3 separate regions of the Mus musculus genome follow, and all the other regions are linked to region 1. Evidence: chromatin contacts called from public HiChIP or PLAC-seq and promoter capture Hi-C data. All regions are on one chromosome and are shown on one strand. The core of a region is the stretch at or near the end of the contact, and the rest is flanking DNA. Distances in the headings are between cores, read along the strand shown. Region 1 holds the start of Bbip1 (BBSome interacting protein 1). Region 2 has its middle 17 kb from the start of Gm31418. Region 3 has its middle 5.1 kb from the start of Gm31418.

The links. Promoter capture Hi-C pulls out the DNA fragments that hold promoters and counts their contacts. HiChIP or PLAC-seq counts read pairs in DNA pulled down with a chosen protein or histone mark.
Region 2: an H3K27ac HiChIP or PLAC-seq map of embryonic stem cells shows a contact between it and region 1, with 7 times the contacts expected there. The contact joins the enhancer-like site here to the promoter of Bbip1 in region 1. A contact is called at or near these places in 16 of 39 promoter capture datasets (the 3T3-L1 cell line, 3T3-L1-derived adipocytes, the C10 cell line and 10 more) and 6 of 115 datasets of contacts at active chromatin or transcription factors (differentiating embryonic stem cells, embryonic forebrain, embryonic stem cells and 3 more).
Region 3: a contact with region 1 is called in a promoter capture Hi-C map of liver, with 6 times the contacts expected there. The contact joins the enhancer-like site here to the promoter of Bbip1 in region 1. A contact is called at or near these places in 18 of 39 promoter capture datasets (the 3T3-L1 cell line, 3T3-L1-derived adipocytes, the C10 cell line and 11 more), 1 of 484 Hi-C or Micro-C datasets (bone marrow-derived macrophages) and 7 of 115 datasets of contacts at active chromatin or transcription factors (acute myeloid leukemia, craniofacial prominence, embryonic forebrain and 4 more).

Annotation. Positions count from the first base shown.
Region 1 is chr19:53,942,930-53,946,027 of GRCm38.p6, reverse strand. Bbip1 (BBSome interacting protein 1) reads left to right here and starts at 1,401. Exons shown (of 4, transcript NM_001195338.1): 1 at 1,401-1,872; 2 at 2,449-2,562. Shoc2 (Shoc2, leucine rich repeat scaffold protein) reads right to left here and starts at 1,152. Exons shown (of 9, transcript NM_019658.6): 1 at 1,015-1,152.
Region 2 is chr19:55,142,263-55,145,360 of GRCm38.p6, reverse strand. No RefSeq gene overlaps it. Among named protein-coding and RNA genes, the nearest start is that of Gm31418, 17 kb to the right of the region's middle. Within about 2 kb of position 1,555, at least 40 of the 459 cell types and tissues checked have an H3K27ac peak or open chromatin away from gene starts, as enhancers often do. A contact at or near this core is called in embryonic forebrain, embryonic stem cells and liver, where this site is marked.
Region 3 is chr19:55,120,611-55,123,708 of GRCm38.p6, reverse strand. It overlaps a transcript of Gpam not described here. Among named protein-coding and RNA genes, the nearest start is that of Gm31418, 5.1 kb to the left of the region's middle. Within about 2 kb of position 1,693, at least 66 of the 459 cell types and tissues checked have an H3K27ac peak or open chromatin away from gene starts, as enhancers often do. A contact at or near this core is called in liver and stem cell-derived neural progenitor cells, where this site is marked.

The DNA of each region.
Region 1 (3,098 bases), core at 152-2,651:
TGGGGATAGGTCGCAAAACAGGGTTTCCTCTTTTATTTTCATCACCTTCATAATGATACAAACCAATGGGAAGAAAATCGAATCTCCCAAATGTAAAGGTGAGATGAGATGAAAAAAAAAAAAAAAAAAAAAAAAACACACCCCAAAAGCATCTTCTTTCCGATTCCCAAATAGACAAGCAATTCCACCTGTTTGTAAACCCCCCACTTGCACTGTTAACACAAACCTCTGCGGAGAGGGACGGGGGAGCGAGGGGAGAGGGAGAGAGAGAGAGAGGCGGGCGAATTACTGCTTTGGAGTCCTTATTCTTCTACCTAGGCATGGGGGAGGGGATGGTACAAAACAATGGATACCGAGGGGCTAGGGGGAAAATCTTTTTGCCCTGCAGCCTCCTGCGTTCCGAGCTGGGGGCGGGGAGTTACACTACTTTTCCTCCAGCCCTCAAAGCCGACACGGAGATTGCCACCAGGCGTGTTTAGCAGGGCGGTCTCTGCGGCCACAACTCCTTTCACTCGGCAACACACCCAACGCCGAACCCACCACTCGTCCCGCAGGGTCTGCGAGGAGGAGACCGCTCAGCGCCGAGGACTTTGGGGTGGAGGCGCAGAGACCCCACCCCACAGCCCTACGGCCGCGCCCGCCCTCCCGCCCGCCCGCCCGCCCGGCGCCAAGCGTCCTCGCGACCCGGGCAGCCCCGCAGTCCCGGCCGGGAGGCGCCGAGAGACCGGAGCAGCCGGAGCGCGACTGACTCGCCGCCCCGGGCCCGCGCCCGCGCCCCGGCGCTGTCCCGGCCGCCCGCTCCGCAGTAGGCCCGGCCCGGCGCTGTCAGGGGGCAGCCTGCCGCTCCCCGTGTCCCGCCCGCCGGCCCCGCGCGGGCAGCGGCTCCGAGGCTCCGGCGCCCCGGGCCGTGGCACCCCGGAAAGCGGCCGCGGCGCCTCCCAGGGCCCCGACCCCTCAGGCCTCGCCCCGGCTCCGGCGGCTCGCGCCTGTCAGGACGTGTGGGCCTCCCCTTACCGACGGCCGGCCGGGCCCCCCGACAGGCAGGAAAGCAGAGAACCGGCCCACGGGCGCTCCTGTGCCGCTCCCGCCCCAGGCTGCCGTCCGGAGCCCGGACTCCACCATCCCTGCTCACCTCCTTCCTCCTCCTCGTCCTCCGCTCCCCGAGCGACGCTCCCCTGCCACCGCCCCCCCGCCCCTCCCCCACTCGCCCCGCCCCTCCACACACTCTGGCTCCAATCGCCCCGCCCCAGCCCCCTTGAGCGAGCCTGGGCATTCGCTAGGGAGGAGGGATGGGCGGAGCCAGAGCAAAAGCAGTCACCCAATCAGAGGGAAACCTTGGCGCCAGCTTCCCTGTCCCCGCCCTTTTCCTTTCCTCCGCGGCAGTGCGCGGTCTCCCGCCCACTGGGCGCCGCTGGCTAGCTCCGCCACAGAGAAAAGCCTCCAGCCGGGTAGAGAAACGACTCCCAGTCGGAAGTTACGGTTGAAGCCCAGGCAGCCATAATTGATGATGGCAGGAGGCGTTTCCTGTCACCCGTTTGACGTACGTTTTTCCTGCTTTTGGTTCCCCGTTACCCCAGGCAACAGCAGAGCGGTCTGGAAAGGGATGCACCTGTAAGTATACTTACGGAGGATGTGCACACACACAGTCCACACTGGGCGAGTTAATTCGCGATCGGGAACTGCCGGTTTGCTTGCCAGACCCTTTACGGAGCCCCTGATCGCTTACCTAGAACTACAGTTTAGGGCTTCAAAACTCCCTCGCACCGGAAGTTGCGCTTGCACTTCCTAGTAGGGTCATGGCCAGGAGGTGGGAGTAGCCGGACCCCGCCTGCGCCCCAGGGGGTGCCTCCTCTCCCAGAGCTGACGAGTGAGGTAAGTGTCCCTGACGCCCTACAGCAGGGCCGGCCAGGCCGGATGAACCGCAGGGAGGGAGCTGGGAGAAGACTAAGCGGAGGCCCCGGGCCGCTTCCGCTGGCAGAGGGTTTCCTTTCCGGCTGGTGGGGCGGTGGCCAGCCTTCCCTCCGCCCCTCTGAGGTTCCCTGTAGGGCGAGGCAGCCGGATCGGCCGCCGGGCGAGGCCAGGCCCGCAGTCCCTAGGTCTGCACAGTGGGGCACGGTGCACGCCTCCTCGAGTTCCTGTCGAGTACAGTACTTTCACTCCCTGGCCTTTAGAAACTCCAAATTTTGGGAACCAAAGAAACCGGTTTCCACCCCAGCTATCAAAGAAAAAGATGACTTCCCTGAGCCAACCCGCAAAGCAAAACCTTCCCTTTCATCTTTGATTTTTCTTCCCTTTCTGTCCTGCCTCCCCTTTCTGAGCTCTATGTAAGCTTCAACTAGAAGTCTGGGTTAGGGTATATTGAAGTAGTTAGTCCTGGGTGTTTACGATTGTGAATATCCTTTTAAAGGACATTTTAAAAATATTTAAAATGCTTTATGTGTCTCCAAGACATTGTCTCATGTAGTTCCTTCTGTGGACGTTTGGAGTCAAGAAGTCAATCGTTCTGATAACTACAGATTGGATTCCTAAAGGTGCAAGAAAAAAAAAAAGAACAATTTTCAGGTAAATTGAAATATGCTTATACCTAACCAAACGAAAATTAAAGTACAAATCTACCTTCTCTACCTATGTTCCAGAAAAAAAAATGAAGTAATCCTGTTCTCCTGAGGTTTACTGTTGTAGTCAGCTGTCACCTTTTGTGATGTGTGTCCATTTACCTGCTTGGTAATTGTTAAGATTCTGCTATGTACACATTTCTTTCCTATTCATATTCCAACTTTAGTACTATCTAGAAGTCATTTATAGGTCTGCAGTTAGGCAGACCCTAACATAAATTTGCTAAGAATTTCGAAGTTGAGAATCTGCAGAATACAGTATTCTTACAACCAAGAAAAGTGGCAATTTTGTAAAACAGAATACAGAGAATATATAAATCAAACTCCTGTCAAAGTTTTGTATTATACATGGACATTGCCACCTTAGAACTTTAGATCGTCTTCCCCTCTGCGACACTGACATTTTTAAGAAGTCATCACAGAGGTATTGTTGGAAAGGGATTCCTTTTCTTATTTCATGCAAACCAGAAGTTAGACTGGAGG
Region 2 (3,098 bases), core at 306-2,805, 1.2 Mb before region 1:
CTTAGGTTGTGTGGAGGTTGGAGCCAGGTCAGCCAAAAGGAACAAGAGAGCCAGTGGACTTTGGAGGGCCATGTGCATTAAACCTGGGCCTCTCATCACACCACACATGGGGCCAGCTAGGCTAACAGGGAAGGGGCTTGGCCAACATCACAGTTAGGGTGAGAAAAGCTGACTCAGTCCTGCACGTAAGGAGTGAGGCCTCTTCCCACTGTAGCAGCTAGAGAGGGGTCAGTGGTGTGGAGGAGAGAATTGGCCATAGAGGCACCTCGGGCACAGATGCACCTGGTGCACAGCTTGAAACTGCAGTGTTGTGGTCTGAAGGTGCCACCTTATCTGAAGGTTCACTTGACGGAGTGAAGAGCTGTTCAGATGTCACACTGCAGAACAGGGACATGCTCCAGCGTCTCCATTTTTGGCTCCTTCTTCTACCTCCATAGCTAGACAGACATCTGAGCAGACTCCAGCGTCTGGGCAGTTTTCAGGCCACCCAGCAGCCTCCTGAGTCCAGGTCCCTGGTTCCCAGAAGAGCTTCTTGACCCCTATGTGCCCAGGTTTTCAAAGAAGCTAGCCAGACTCACCAGACCCTGACCCCACGTTGCTCCTGCTCGAGCCCCAAGTTGCTGCACTCTGCTGCACTGTGTGCAAACTCTGCCTGCTCCCTGCTTCCCTCAGTGGCTGTCTTTCAAGTCCTGTGTTCCCTTGTCCTGTATCATGGCTACAGAGAACTGCTAGCCTCCCCCTTTCCCTTGCCCTTGCTGGTGCTGGAGGGACCTTGTTTTCCTTGCCTTCCCTTAGGTGTGTAACCCCCATCCCACCTTTAGAACTTTCTTATGGGCTCTCTCCAGTTCTCCTGATGTCTGGGTTAGGCCAACGTTTTGTTTTGTTTTGTTTTGTTTTCCTTCTGTGAACCCTGGGACACTTGCCTGAATTGCTAGTTTAAGATTTTTGAGCACCAAGCAAGTGAGAAAGAGCTGTGCTAGTTAGAAGTAACAGATGTGGCAGGAGGAGGAGTACGTGTGTGTGTGTGTGTGTGTGGGGGGGGGGGGGTGGGGTGGGGTGGGGGGTGATCCTAAAGCTTTACCCTCCCTGAGATCATTCTTACCCTCTCCTAGGTCTGGTCTGCTCTTCCCCCATCCAGGCCTGGCCTACTTCTGCTCATCAGACCATGCAATTTAGCCCCATTGTTCTGGAAGCTTTGAGTAAGAAGGAACTTTCCCTGTTTCCTTTCCTTTCCTTTTGTGTGTGTTTGGGGGAGGGGGCATGGAGACAGAGAGAGGAGAGGGGAGGAGAATAGGGGGAGAGGGGGAGGGGAGGGGGAGGGAGAGAGAGAGATCAGGAAATAGCTATTGGATTTTCGCAGAGGTTATCACCCCCAGCAAAACCTAAGGGTATCTTCCTGCTGGACAGCCAGCTGGACAGCCTTTCAGCGCTGTGGCGAGAGGCTGATGGGAACGCTCCCCTTCCTGCAGCCATATTTGCTGAAACAGTGAGCCCCGTTCCCCAGCTGCCTCTCCACCCAGGAACAAATAGCTCTCTATGCATAGTTCTGAGCCCTGGACTTGAGAATCCCCTGAAGAATGTTAAGGGGGTTTAGAGTTTCTTAGTAGACACTGCCCTGGTAGGAAGAAAATGGGAGGCGTCAACGTTTTCCTCTGGCCTTTTGACCTAAACAATCAAAGGCCTGTTTCTCAATAGAATTCCCATTCATTGTCCATTCTCTTTCCTTTCCTCTCCCTCCCTCTCCCTGGTCCCCCTTCCCTCCCTCTTCCCAAAGCCAGTTTCTCAGTTTCTCCCCAGCCCACGAGAACAACTGCTCGACCCAAGTATGTCATTTGTTTCACATCTACGTAAGGATCCATCTGGAAAACAGAGGCATCCGAAAAGCAGAGGCAGAAAATGAAAACATCAGTCTAGCCTTAAAACATTTGAAGACACTTCTTCAGGCTTTTGCTTTTCTCATGCATATTTATGAAAACTGAGAACACATCTGCTAGACTGTTGTTCTGTGACAATGCACCACAAGTAATTACCAACTTAGAGAGTATTGCTTGCTTACTTATTGCAAGGGAATGTACCCCTGTTACAGGTGAGAAGCAAAATAAAAGAATAAAACAGGTAGCATGGGAAAATCAACAGAAACACTAAAACTCACCCTCTAGAGACAACTAGCACAAAGTAGGAATTCATTCGTTTCTGAAGATACATGCTTAGTAAGGAGGTCTGCACCTGTTATCCCAGCACTTAGGAGGCTAAGGAAGAAGTGTGCATTTCAATCTAGCCTAGGCTTCATAGTGAACCACTGTCTTGAACAACAACAAAACACATAATAGTGTGTATATGCAGACACATAGACTTATATGTGTGTGTGTGTATTAAAAACATAGTCGTGCCCTAATAGAACACTACTGCTGTCATTTTGTTAAATGGACACGATGTGCCTGAAAGCTACCTTCTAAGTAGTTCTGTTCACATCCACAGGTTAGTGATGCTATCGGCCTTAATCACAGACGCTTCCTTGTGCTGTCTGTGGTGGTTGCTAAAGACTCCCAACTGGTCCAAGTGCTTAGAATAAGTAACTCTGGAATGCTCAACCTTAAATGGGACATCTCTCTCTCTCTCTCTCTCTCTCTCTCTCTCTCTCTCTCTCTCTCTCTCTCTCTCTCTCTCTCTCTCTCTCTCTCTGTCTCTCTCTCTCTGTCTCTCTCACACACACACACACACCCGTGATGCCAACCCTTCAAGGCTGAGGGCACCAGGAAAGAGGGGGAGGGGAGGGCATGCTATGGAATGCCTGCCGCTTTTGGGCATGCCATGCCCACTCCGTTCTGGGACTCTCAGCAGCTGTGCTTACCAGCCCCTGATTGGCACAAAGCACAGCCTGTCCACATCCTCTCATGGACAGGAGAGAAGCTCACGAGGCTAGCCCCTCCCTGAGGAGGCTAGCCCCTCCCTGAGGATCTACAAGCAAGGAGTGGTTGCTGGGGAAGGGGGGTACATTTTCTTCAGTGGTGTAGTTAATGGTAAGTTGCCCATGTTCCTGTAAGTAGACATAACTGAATTTACTGGGTCACCAAGCACAACAAACACACACGGGAAGG
Region 3 (3,098 bases), core at 444-2,943, 1.2 Mb before region 1:
GCCTGCCCTGGTAGTACCAGGTGTCTTGTCTACTATCTTTTATGAATTCTCAGGCCAGGACATTAGAGAGTGCGCTTTAAAAACTTGGTTAGCATATTTCCCAGACAAAAACAGTGGCCAGGAAGGCAGTTGGAAGGTTAGGGATGAAAGGAGGACTGCAGGCCTCGGGCTCCTGAGCCACGCAGAAGGAGCCTCCCCGCCTTTCCAGTAGGGGTCTGCACCGCTGACCCTCACCACGCCTCCACCCAGTCTCTGACAGCCAATCAACTCTCTTCATTTCCTTTTCCCTATCTGGGGCCTCACTCCTGCCTTAGTCAAGCCCTGACCATTGCTTTCTGGGCACAAGGGGTAAAGAGACCTCGCTGGGGCCTGGTTGTTTTAGCCAAAGATGCTCGAAGGAAACAATTACTGGCAGGACGGACCAGCACTGTGAATTCAAGGCCCAGAACACTCGGCACTTGTATTCTGGATTTTAAACTCCTCATTGGATGGGCACTCAGAGGATCAAATGTTGAGAAAGGAACAAAGAAGCTGTGCAGAGGAACTCTACACCAGGAGATTTCCAAAGGCAGTTCAGATGGCCCATTATTCTCCAAGGCAACCGCACGCCTGCCTCTCTCTCTCCATTCTGGAGAACTTGACAGTAACATTGCAGGGGGTGGGGTGGGGGTTGTCCATTGTCAACATTCAGTTCCCAGAACCCGATCCACCCCACTTCAGTGCCATCCAGTTCTTCAATTGCACTTAGATGTGGAATGGGGTTCTGGGGTGTCATGCTGGGTGTGATAATGAGAGCACCCAGTCCCTGTTCCTGGGTGCTTCCTCAGGGGCCCCAGTGACAGCAGATGCTGCCACAGGCCTGGCTTTTGCCTTTCCTACCCTTCTGGCTGTCTCACTACACTGACCTCACTTCAAAGCTTTGCTTTGTCTCCACCCAGAATGGGGGCGTGGCTGTGTATTGGGCTTCAAGTGTCTTGCCACAAACCAAGGCAGTCAACCATTCCCCAACCCCCAAAACAGCAAACAAACACCCAAACCAAACTAAAGAAAAACATGGCACCCCTACTACCACCACCACCAATCACATAGATTGCTCCACCCTAGGCCAGGGCGTCCCTTTCCCAGTGAACCCTTACGCTAGCCTCTCTGCAGAGGAGGGGTAGTTGTCATGGGCTACTTGAACATTGCTGGTAACGCTATGTATTTTGAGTCAATTCCAAGTAGCAACTTGGAAGAACAAGGGCCTGGGAAAATGAAAGCCAGGGGACCAGGCAGCAGCAGAAGGCTGGCTCCCCCTCCCCTCTCCCAGATGGAGCTCCATGGGACTTGTAAGAGATGCTGAGATTTTGTTTACAAATCCCCAAGCACTTTGCCACACTCTTAGTCCCTACTGAATCACATGTTATTGTCTTGTACACTGATGCTTAGGGTGAGCTTGCTGGATGGGTGGAATTCCCCACACCAGGCAGCATAGCGGGCACCCTTAGATAACAGAGAATGTGTCGTGGGTCTGATAAGCATCACTTTGGGTCCTTAGCACTTTGCTTCCTCAGCACCCCGTCAGTAGGCCAACATCCCTGACCCACCTCTAATTAGTCCCAGGACTCTGCAACAAGGCAGAGCCACTCCATTTAAGGAATTCACATCCCAGAAGAGGGGACAGGTCACTAACAGGAACTGCATGTGACATTGGAGAGTGGAACAGTGCAGTGTGTCACGGGGCAACCGTGTCTCTACTTTGACCTTCACTCCCTTCTCTGCCCTTGTCGTAGTTTGTCTTCTTTCTTAGCTGAGCCTCTAAGCTATTTCTCCAGCAATCTCTAGTGGTTCCTAACACTCATAGATTTACATAGGCAATGCCTTTCCCAGTAAACTAAGGATAAATTTGCAAGGGGTGTATGTGTGTGTGTGTGTGTGTGTGTGTGTGTGTGTGTGTGTGACCACATGTGTCCAGGTATATGTGTAAGGATGTGAATGTGTAGGCTAAGGTCAAGTGTTGTACCTCAGGCAGTATCCGCCTACCTTTTGAGACATAGTCTCTCACTAGGACCCAGGGCCAGCCAATTAGGCAAGACTGGCTGGAGAGTGAACTCCAGGCATCTGCTTGTCTCTGCCGTCCCAGGGGCAGAACTAGAATGTGTGCACCATCATGCTGTGGTGAATATTATTTGTGGGTTTTTATCCCACCTTAGATAATTTAGTAACCAAGAAACACAAGAAGCTTTGTATTTATAATAAGTTTTAGAGCTGAACAGAGATCAACCCTTTGTGTTATTTTGTCTGTTTCTTGTTTCTTTTGTCTGTTTCAATTATCTCCGAGATATCACTTGCCAGGCTATACCTGGTCTGTTCCTACAACAGACTCGTGTGCTCATGATCCACCAACCCCAGGGTACCTTCCTCCTCCTTCCTCCTCTCTCCCCATGGTCTTTGCCTCAGATCCCAAGCCTGACATGAGAAGCCCTGCCCACCTCTCTCGGTCCAGCTAAAGACCGTAGGCATCTTATTTTAACCAATAGTTGTAAATTACAGAGCAAGGTTTGCACCACAAAAGCTGGCATACAAGAGAGTTCACCATCTGGAGGCAGCTAGACCTTGGGATAGAGTTTTTGCATTACAAGACATAGCAGCAGACCAAACCTCAACACCACCACATTCAGCATGAGGTGGCAAATACTGACAGCTGCATCCTCCCCGCCCCCCCAAGTGGGTTTTAAATACAGCTATGCATATACAACGTTAGGACTTGTGCTTTTTAAGAGTCTGTCTTTCATGCTCAGTGGGGTGGAAAACATTCTTTTTATCAGGTGATGGTGTTTACCCATTGATAGTTTATGTTAATACAGTGCCTGGTACAATAAAAAAACCCCTACGTTATCTCACAAGTCTTGTCCAACAGACTGCTTGCGCGACACTGAGGCTAATACGTTTGGGAATGCATTTCATAGCGCCTGATTTCCCAGACTGGCCTAGGGACAGGGATATATTCAGTTTTTATCACTTCCTATGACACTCAGCTGGCTGTGTCAGTCAGACCCTTAAATAGAAGCTACTGCCTTCTTGGTGTCCCAGGCTCCTGTATGTTTAATGCCTCGAGT